Linked DNA regions of Capsicum annuum: region 2 is linked to region 1. The links are chromatin contacts, called in public Hi-C maps. All regions are on one chromosome and are shown on one strand. The core of a region is the stretch at or near the end of the contact, and the rest is flanking DNA. Distances in the headings are between cores, read along the strand shown.

What was found. A called contact is a pair of places that touch in the nucleus more often than the background predicts.
Region 2: a Hi-C map of leaf shows a contact between it and region 1, with 2.5 times the contacts expected there. The contact joins the promoter of LOC107842157 here to the promoter of LOC107842171 in region 1. A contact is called at or near these places in 3 of 5 Hi-C or Micro-C datasets (leaf, pericarp and placenta).

The regions. Positions count from the first base shown.
Region 1 is chr9:202,199,503-202,204,976 of UCD10Xv1.1, reverse strand. It overlaps LOC107842171, which reads left to right and starts at 3,275. Exons shown (of 11, transcript XM_016685924.2): 1 at 3,275-3,505; 2 at 5,233-5,474. The coding sequence starts at 5,245.
Region 2 is chr9:202,337,526-202,342,999 of UCD10Xv1.1, reverse strand. LOC107842157 (protein-tyrosine-phosphatase IBR5) reads right to left here and starts at 2,991. Exons shown (of 5, transcript XM_016685916.2): 1 at 2,463-2,991. The coding sequence starts at 2,702.

The sequences.
Region 1 (5,474 bases), core at 2,026-4,525:
AAACATTTTTCTTATCCCACCCTTATTATCCTATTCCTTCTCATTGTTTTTATTAAATATATACAAATACTTTTACAAAATATATACTACCCAATTTGCATAACGAAGACAAGAATATACGTAAGGAACAACTTATTTTTCTAGAAAACGTTTTTCCTCCTTCATATCGAACACACCCTAAAAAAAATATTTTTCAGAGTCAAATATTATTTTTCTAAAATGTATTTTTGCTTTTTAGCTAAACACTAAAATGTATTTTCTAAAAAATATTTTTTCATTCACCAATCAAACACTTAAAAAATATTTTTTATCCACCAACCAAACATAAGAAAACAAGTAAGAAACCAACTTGTTTTTCTGAAAAATATCTAGGAAAATATTTTCCATGAAAAACATTTTCCTTCCTACCAAACATACCCTTTATGTCTTTTCTCTTTATTTAATTATGTTAGTGAATGTTAATAGTCAAAGTCCAATATATTCACAACATAGAGTATAGCGAGATATCAATTCTAATATAAGATGAACGTATAGTCACACAAGATTAGACATGATGATATTCATGGAAAGGAACACATTGAGCATAAAAGGAAGAAATGATGATTTTATTTGTCTTGAATTGATCTACTATAATGCATTGGTTCGTAGATGTGAAATAACGGTGAAAGGAATATTTTTAAAAAATGGGGTCTATTTCATGTTTGATCCAATATTTTTATTTAAAAAAGAATCATGTATTATATCATAGTTTCTTTATTAGTTTTAGAGAAAATATTCTATTTTCACCTTGAATTATATGCGAGAAGAGTGAGACAAATCCGAATTTTAGGAGGGTTCTATTATCTTTGTACTAATTAAAACTTCATTTTTCACAATCTTAGTGCCTAAGTGACACAATATACTGAAGGATCCACATAGGCACACGTGGTGCGCCACGTAGATACTAAGGTTGTCAGAAATACGATTTTAATTAGTTCAGGAAGGTAATAGGACTCTCCTAAAATTAGGTGTATCTCAACCTTTTCACGTATAGTTCAAGATGAAAATAAAGTATTTTTTCTTATTTTTATATACGTGAAATAATAATTTTAAAATTATTTAATTTGGTATAAAGCACTAAAATGGATTTGCCAACTTCAATATTTTATTTTTTTAAAAGATAAGGTTGAGATTGAAAATGAAAGTGTATCTCAATTAAACCAGTTGAAAACAAACACAGCGTGGTTATATCATATTTTATGGAGTACTCTTTATTTTTAGTTCGATTCAAACATCTATTAATAAAATTATATTAGCTGAGTAATTTTGTTACTATTTAATTTTCGTATTACAATTCATTAGTATAATTTTGAGATAGCTTTTTTCTACTCAAACAATCCCCACAATGTGGTTATATCATACATTATGGAGTACACTTTATTTTTAGTTCGATTCAAATATCTATTAATAAAATTATATCAGTTGAGGAATTTTGTCATTATTTAATTTTTGTATTATAACTCATTAGTACAATCTTAAGATAACTTTTTCTAATCAAACAACCCCCAGTTACTTATCTTATTTTAATTTATGTGTCCTAATTAAAAAATCGAGTGTTTTTTATTAATTTTTTTTTATAGCAGAAATATTTATTAATTCTCCAAAAAAAACATATTGATCTAGCAAAAATAATCTATGATTTCAATTGATTCTTTTTGGAGAATTAGATGATTTCTTGAACATGTCTTTTATTTGATAGGCAATATAAATGAAACTACTGTGGATGCTATACACTTAGAAATGGAGAGCAATTTATAGAACTGACTTAAAATTTTAATATACTAACTCCTAATCGTATCGTTTGAAATTTAAAAGTGGAAGAAATTATTTTATCTATTAATGGTGGTATGTAGAAAGTCAAATAATGTTTTCTTTGACCACAAATATTTTATTTTAGGCTTAATCATTGTCAGATTCTCAAACTTGTTTCAAAAATTCACTTATACCCAAACCCCTAAACCTCCAAAATTTGATCCTATCAAGCTGTTTTTGACCTATCCGCTTAAAACTCAAGTGTGTACAACATACACGAGCTGATATGACAAAACTGATAATTAGAAAAAAACACATAATAAGAAAAAAAAAATTATATTATGAAAATGCTGATTTGTCCATTTTCTATTTAATTATCATTTAATAATAATTTTTTAATTAAAAAAAAAAAAAAAAAACACTCCCCACCCGCCAATCCGTCTTCATCACCCCACGACCACCAGTCGTCTTCACCACCCCCACCCCCACCCCCACCCCCCATCACTTTAAGTCATAGATCAAATCAGTTTAGTTTGGGTCTAAGGCACCCGGAATAACTCCTGTGAATTCTATATCTAGACAAGAGTTGGTTTCTAAACAAAGATATTCGATCATGTCTTGAATCCTTCTTTTTTTCTCTCTCTCAGCACAGCACATAAGAAGTAACAACAGTGAAAAGATAATTTAGTCATCAAAATATTTTATCAGGTTAACTGAAAAAAAAATCATAAACAAATGAAGGTCGACTCCATGGTTAAGTTCTATGCGCCAAGAAGAAGAATAAATAAATTGATTTTGTAAAAGAAGAAAGAATTTTTTTTCACATCTTTGATCTTATTGATTAGTAATTTTATTGTTAGAGTTGCTGATTTTATATTAATGGAGTTTTTTCATTTTGTTGCTCAAAGAACAGTGTTTGTTCACTTAGAAGAAGAAAACATGGGGAAGGAAGGAGGGAGGAAGGAGGCTGGGGCATTTTATAAAAAAAAAAATTTAAAAATTATTATTAATTGAAAATTATATTAATAAAATAATTTAAATATAAATTTTTTAATTAAAAAAAATAAAATATTTTTTTTTCTTATTCACGCACCCAATGAAAGTGTAACACACTCTCTTTGTCAAATCAGCATTTTGTGTTTGATAGCTATCAATTTTAGTATTTAAGATGTTTGATAGGTACAAGTCTCAAGTTTAAGTAAATTTTCTGAGGGATGATTTAAGCCTTTATTTTATATAATTCTAAATATAATTTTTTTTTTATTTAAATTTACATAAAAAATAATAATTAATTTGACCTTAGTACTCTTATAAAGTTACATAAGCTAAAACAAATGAAGCACAAATTAAAGTGAGAAATCATATATTTAATCATACAGAAAATCAGACCTCAATGGATCGTGAAAATAATAACATATTTAAGTTAAAGTTAGTGTTGTGTTTAATTATAAATATAAATTAGTGTTGCTTTTAAATCTAACAAAGCCGTCACTTCTAGATGTTTCGCGCGTGAATTTACGCCAGCACTTACGTAGCTAAACAACACCCACCGCTCACGTTAAAATCATTTCTGCATAAATTTCTAAATTGTACCACCTACTTATTCTTCGCACCCCTTTTTCTTTCGATTTTCCCCAATTTGAAAAATTAACTTTCATTTTACAGAATTTTTGCCATCAATAATTCTCATAAATCACCAATCATTATCAGAAAGGTAAGGATTTTCTCAATTCTCTATGTAAATTTGCAGTTAATAATTTATTGAATTAATTTATTTAGGAACATATTTGCTTTATGTTTGGGAATTTTGAGGTTTATAGTAATAATATTTAAATTATGATTAGTCATTCGTATACTGGAAATAAAGTAGAAGGAAGTATTGGGAACATGCTGTAGTTTGAGCTCATCGAGGACGCGATCTTCTATAGAAGGTTTAAACTAGAAATATAGGTGAGAGGTGATTTGACAGGAAATGATGGAGTTTGACCTTATATAGGAGGTTTGAAGTAAAAGTGTTGGTGAGAGGTGATTTGACAGGATATGACAAAGTTTGAGATTATTGAGGACGTGGCCTTATATAGGAGGTTTAAAGTAGAAATATAGGTGAGAAGTGATTTGACAGAATATGATGAAGTTTGACCTTATATAGGAGGTTTAAAGTAGAAGTGTTGGTGAGAGGTGATTTGATAGGATATGACGAAGTTTGAGCTTATTGAGGATGTGACCTTGTTTAGGAGGTTTAAAGTAAAAGTAATGATGAGATGTGATTTGACATGATATTACGAAGTTTGAGCTTATCTGGAACTGCCAGGAATTTGTCGAAGAGTATGCGAAGCTTATTGAGGATGTGACCTTATTTAGGAGGTTTAAAGTAAAAGTATTGATGAGATGTGATTTGACATGATATTACGAAGTTTGAGCTTATCTGGAACTGCCAGGAATTTGTCGAAGAGTATGCAAATTTTCTTCTCAGATGCATTAAGGATGTGCAAAATTAAATACACACTCATAGTAACTAAAATTTAGTCTAAGATGTGCACCTGACCATCCTTTAATATAGGTGGCTCCATCCATGCTAGAACATGACCTTATATAGGAGGTTTAAAGTAGAAGTGTTGGTGAGTGGTGATTTGATAGGATAACGAAGTTTGAGCTTATCTAGGACGTGAACTTATATAGGAGGTTTAAAGTAAAAGTATTGGTGAGATGTGATTTCAAACTGAATTATATGAAAAGATTGTTCCACTCATTGAAGGAGAAAACTGAACTTTTACTTGATCATATTGATAGGGATGCTCCTGTCGCTATTGAGCGGCTGATTTTCAGTTTCTTCCTAACTGAAAAGTTGTTATAGCAGTACTCTAGGTCCGATGGATCGGTATTGGAATTTTCTTAACTTTTAGGGGGGAAGTGGAAACATGTAATATAACTGGTGGGAGTGTTGTAGTTTTGTATTGTATTTCCTTCTGAACCAGCTTGGTATAAGTTTTTTTAAAAAAATCTTTACTTAAAAAAAAAAAAAAAAGTTCAGAAGGTGACTTGAATTAAGGTTCAGCATAAAACCTGGATTCCGGTGTTCCAAAGCATTTGGTTGACAACTTACCTTCATTCCTTATGATTATCCTTAGCTTACTAGATTTTAGTTTACATGCCAAAAAAATGCAGATTCATTTTATCAAAGAAAAAGAATCTAGCATAGACCGTGACCCCCAATATTTTCATTTCTTTATCTATATGAAACCAAAACTTCTTCTAGCTTCTATAGATAGGGTTCTAAATACTGTTTGTGCGAGAGGGCTCATAATGCGATTTATCAAAAGAGAAAATAGTTAGTTTAAAAGATACACTAATTGGTTGATACCTGTGGTTCTCTTATCTAAGACTAAGACTTGCTAAAATTTGTGTGTTTGATGATGGCTTAATTTTGTATGCTATTATTAGATAAAAAAATCCATGGAGCACCAGGAGACATGTCAATTATCTGTTATATGGAGAGGGAAGAAGTTTAGTCTGGAGATGAATCCAACTGCTACTCTCAAATCACTGGGAGATGAATTGCTGAATCTCACCAATGTCAGAGATGATACAATGCGCCTCATTGTGCCTACTAATAAAAGTTCAAGACTTTTGTATCCATTCTCTGAAGAGCATTCCTACCTAAAATTGGAAGCAGCATCCATTCT
Region 2 (5,474 bases), core at 1,742-4,241, 140 kb before region 1:
AACAGTAATAACAAATGGATAGATCAATTGAGGTCTTATATATGAATCTTCTTCATTCATTTGGGTCGATTTTGCTCCAAAAGCATCTCAATTTAATCAATATATTAATTGACTATGCCTCAAAACCAAATTTAATACGGCCGACTATATTAATCCTCTTGTGGGATTACACTGAGTATGTTGTTGCTGACTATATTAATCCTCTTCACCCATTCTGCTCTATTTAGTTCTATTTCTTTCCAAACACAATAGTTGGGGTCTTTTATATGAATCTTTTTTCTAAATTCATTTACATTTAGGTCCATATCACTCCAAAAATCAATCAATCAACTATGTCTCAAAATCCAACTTAATCATGGTCTACAAGATTAATCCTCTTGATCCATTCTGCTATATTTAGTTCTATTTCTTTCCAAGTGTAACAAGGGTCTTCTATACGAATCTTATCCATTCATTCGGCCACATTTAGGTCTATTTCACCCAAAAAACAACAATCAATCAACTATGCCTCAAAAACCAACTTAGTTCAACTAAATTAATCCTCTTGACCCATTCTGCTATATTTAGTTCTAGTTCTTTCCAAACACAATAGTTGGGCTCTTTAATATGAGCCTTTTTCATTCATTCGTCTACGTTTAGATCCATTTCACTCCAAAAAAAACTCAATAAATCAACTATGCCTAGAAAACCAACTTAGTCAGGGTGGACTAATCCTCCTGACCCATTCCGCTCTATTTAATTCTATTTCTTTCCAAAAGCAACTATTCGCAAGAATCCAAGAACACTGAAACGTAAAACAGTAATGACAAACAGATACTTAGATAAATCAATTTGCGATCTTTGAGATAATGATCTTCATTCATTCAGCTCTATTTAGGTCCATTTCACTCCAAAAACAACTCTGTCAATCTACTATGCCTTAAAAGCCAACTTAGTCAGGACGACTAGATAATCCTCTTGACCTGTTCCACTCTATTTAGTTCTATGTATTTCTTTCCAAACAAAATATTTGGTGTTTCTTTATGAATCTTTTTCATTCATTCAGCCCCATTTAGGTCCATTTCACTCCAAAAACAACTAAATCAATCAACTATGCCTCAAAACCAACTTAGTCAGGGTAGACTAAATAATCCTCTTGACCGCACGTTCCGCTCTATTTAGTTCTATTTCTTTCGAAACACGACAGCTGGGGTCTTATGTATGCCGCTTTTACATTCATTCGGCTCCATTTAGGTTCATTGCCTCCAAAAACAATTAAATCAATCGACTATGCCTCCAGGACCAACTTAGTCCAGGTTGACTAGATTAATTAGATTAATCATCTTGACCCATTCATGTCTATTTAATTCTATTTTTTTCCAAACATAATAGTTGGGGTCCTTTATATGAATCTTTTTCATTCATTAGGCTCCATTTAGGTTCATTTCACCTATGTTCCTCGGATTCTTCAAAAATGTCATCGGGTGCGTGTCGGATCCTTCAAAAATAGTGCATTGTTGGAGGATCCAACAATGATGCAACAACATTTTTGAGAGTCCGAGCAACTTAGCATTTCACTCCAAAGAAAAACTCAGTCAATCAACTATGCCTACAAAACCAACTTCGACAGGGTCAACTAGATTAATCCTCTTGACCCATTCGCTTTATTTAGTTCAATTTCTTTCCTAAAGCAATAGTTGGGGTCTTTTATATGAATCTTTTTCATTTATTCGGCCACATTTAGGTTCACTTCATTCCAAAAACAACTCAATCAATCGGCTATACCTCAAAACCAAATTAAATAGGGTAGACTATTTTAGTTCTCTTTGACCCATTCCGCTCTATTTATTCCTTTTTTTTTTCAAAATCAACTATTTGCAAGAACCCAATAAGATACAAACGAAAACAGAAATTCTATTTAGTTCTATTTCTTTCCAAATGAAATAGTTGGGGTCATGTATATGAATCTGTTTCATTCATTCATCTACATTTAGGTCAATTTCACTCCAAACAAAACTCAATCAATCAACTATGCCTCAAAAACCCAACTTAGTCATGGCAGATTAGATTAATCCTATTAACCCATACAGTCTATTTAGTTCTATTTCTTTCCAAATGAAATAGTTGGGGTCTTTTATATGAACCTTTTTCATTCATTTCGGTCTTTTGCATGAATCTTTTCCATCCATTAGGTACATTTCACTCCAAAATCTTAAAAAAAAAAACTTAGTCGCGGAAAATTGACTAAATTAATCTTCTTGACAAATTCCATTCTACTTAATTCTATTTCAAGAATCTAAGAAAAAACAACAACATAGCCAGGGTAGCGGTAGCTTAGTGCACCGGGCTGCCCTTTTTTTATAGCCAGGGTAATCCCGCAAAGAGGAGTCAGGGGGTCAATCCAAGAAAACACAAACGATCAAACCAACAATAACAAACAGATAAAATCAAGAAACAACAAAAGATAAGAAAAGATTACAAACATTGAGAATCCTTGAAATCCCAAGAGTCTTGAGAAGTTCAGCACGAGAAGCATTATCATAACTCCCCAAATAAAGAAACTCTGGCAAGATCTCAGAAGGGAAAGCACTGACTTGTATAGTACTACCCTTATCAGATACATCAGGCATTCTATGTCCACAGATCCCACACACTTCACCTTCTTCATATTTGTGATAATGCCCACAAATCCCACATGGGTTTTCCCTTTCTCTCTTCCTCATTTCGAGTTCAATTACAAAATCAAGAACGACCCAGATAAGAAAATTTCAAGATTTGAAGTGGGGTTTGTGGTTCTTGACGTGAAAGTTGAGATTTTTGTGATGGGAGTGAAGTACAGTAATTTGGGTGAAATTGGAGTTGTATATAAGTTGCTATTTATAGATACCGGTAGATGTAATAATGGTTGTGGATTTTTTGAAGGGGTAACCAATAGGGATTACTCGTTGGATATGGATAAAACCTTTGTTCTACTATATGTACCTTCCTTCCGCGGTTAGATTTGAAGTTTATTGGTTATCGACTTGTACATGTATTAAATTCTTATATTGATTATTTGCTTATTGATTATTAATAGTTATTAGCTGAAATATTGATTTAACTTTTAATATTTTACAATCATGTCACATTTGCGTGATTGCGATGGTGGGTACCGCAATTGCAACGAGTAACTCATGAGTCGAGTTCGTTTCTTCATCGCATTCGTGATGTTTTGTCTGTGATGGCAGAATTTGAGTTGGGTTGACCTTTGCATTCGTGGTCAGGGGTTCGCGTTTGCAAAGGTCATTACTTACCTGGACAAATTTAGGTCCCCTTCTCGACAAAAATCCTATTTTCACAATATTTCACCTTTGAGAGCTTGATTTTGGACGATTTTATAGGGGTTTTCAAGATTTATCTGTAGACATATTAAATCATTATATTGATTATTTGTTTATCGATTATTGATCTTTATCAGTTCGTTTGTCGATTTAACTTGTAAGATTTCACACCTTAAAATTTAAAAATCATGAAAAATCACTTGGAAACGAGGTGAGAACCAAATGAACTGCGCTCATAAGTTGGGATATTGCATATTCCTGCTCGATTGAGATAGACAGAAATGACAGTATAAAACTAAACCCAAAGTCAAAACTTGATAGATTAAATGGTATAAATATAATTTATTAATTTACTATTGAATTGTCGATTAATCCGTTAAGAAAAAACTTCAAACCATTAAGAACCAATAATTCAATATAAAAATAAGAACTATTATCAAACCTGCTAAACCAAAACCAATCATCAATAAAGTATAAATTAATAGTTTTTTTATTCAATTCAAATTATTGGTTTCAATTAAGAGCGTCAACTGGGCCGGTTTGGTTCAAACCGACACCAACTCACTTCTTTTTACTAGTTCCTGGGACGGTCCGGTATCGGGTCATTCTTAACGAGCTGGTTCACTTCGGGCCCAAACAGTAAAATATGTTGAAATTGACCGGACCAGCCCACTTAGGGTGAATCCGGTTTTGAACGGTCAAAATGTACAAAAATAATTAGAATTTACGTGTTTTTTTCAATATATACTATATATACACACCCATATACATTTTAAATATGTTAAACAATATACATACAACACATATACACTAAATGTATACACATGTATACATTAAATAAATACTAGTTTGGAGTCTAAAAAAGATATATACACATATATACGTACAATATAATATATATACTACTTAAAATACTACTTGAAATAATATACATGCAACATATATACACTAAATGCATACTACTTTAGAAAACATATACACATGTATACATTAAATATATACTAGTTTAGAGTCTATAGAAAATATATACACATATATACGTACAATATAATATATATACTACTTAAAATACTACTTGAAACAATATACATACAACATATATACACTTTATATATACAATTTTAGAAAGCATATACACATGTACACATTAAATATATACTAGTTTAGAGTCTATAGAAAATATATATGGAAAAATTACCAAAATATACAACATAAGTTTCTAAACTTCTAAAAATCCCCCTACTTCTAAAAAATTACTTAAATCCCAACATTTCATAATTTTTGGTAAAGTTGAGATACAAGTTAAAACACCCAACTACAAAGCCGATTCTTTACCAAAAATAACCCACTTCTCCCTCTCTGTACGTCGTAATTTGTGGAGCGGTTTCTATCCAACTTCTTCATTCAATTCAAAACTTTAAAGAAAGGTAATTTCCCTCCCTAAAATCCGCTTCAATTTCTTCTAATCGTTTTTACATTTTTTTTTCAAAAATTTTATTTTGCACCTAAGTTTACAAAGTAAAATTTGGGTGATTTGATTTCTTCGATTAATTATTTTTTAGGCTTCATTGTTTGAATTGCCATTATGAATAGAGATTGGACACCTTCTTTAGTCTTGGGGTTTCTCAATTAGAAAGTATCAAAGAATCTCATGAAGTTGTTAACTCCGTTCCCAAAAATTTTGATTATGAATTTGTTGGCTTTGATGAAAATAGATCAAAGCATAGAAACAATCCCCAAATTATGAAGAAGTTGCGGTAAAAGCATTCTAAGAAGGACAAGAAAAAATAAAGTGGTTCTAAGAAAAGGGGATCCAACAGTCCTGAAAGTAAAGCTCCCGCCAAGAAAAGAAGAATTGTTGAAGCAATTTCCAGAGATGAACTTTACAAGGTAATTGCATGTTCAGATCTATTGAATGTTAGGCCGAGATACATATTTTGGGTTGCATGATATGTTTAGAATTTCATTGTTTATCTGGTTTTTTGTTGCTTAGTTATTTGTATCTTATGTGTTTTATGTTTTATTGAAATTAATATAACAAAAGATACAAGTTCATAAGTACATAGATACATGTTAAGTGGACGTGTATCTGTGAGTGATTATTAATGCTTTGATTTGTATCTAGTTTTGTTCAATTTTACTTAAAGTCTAAATATAATAGATACATGTTTTTAT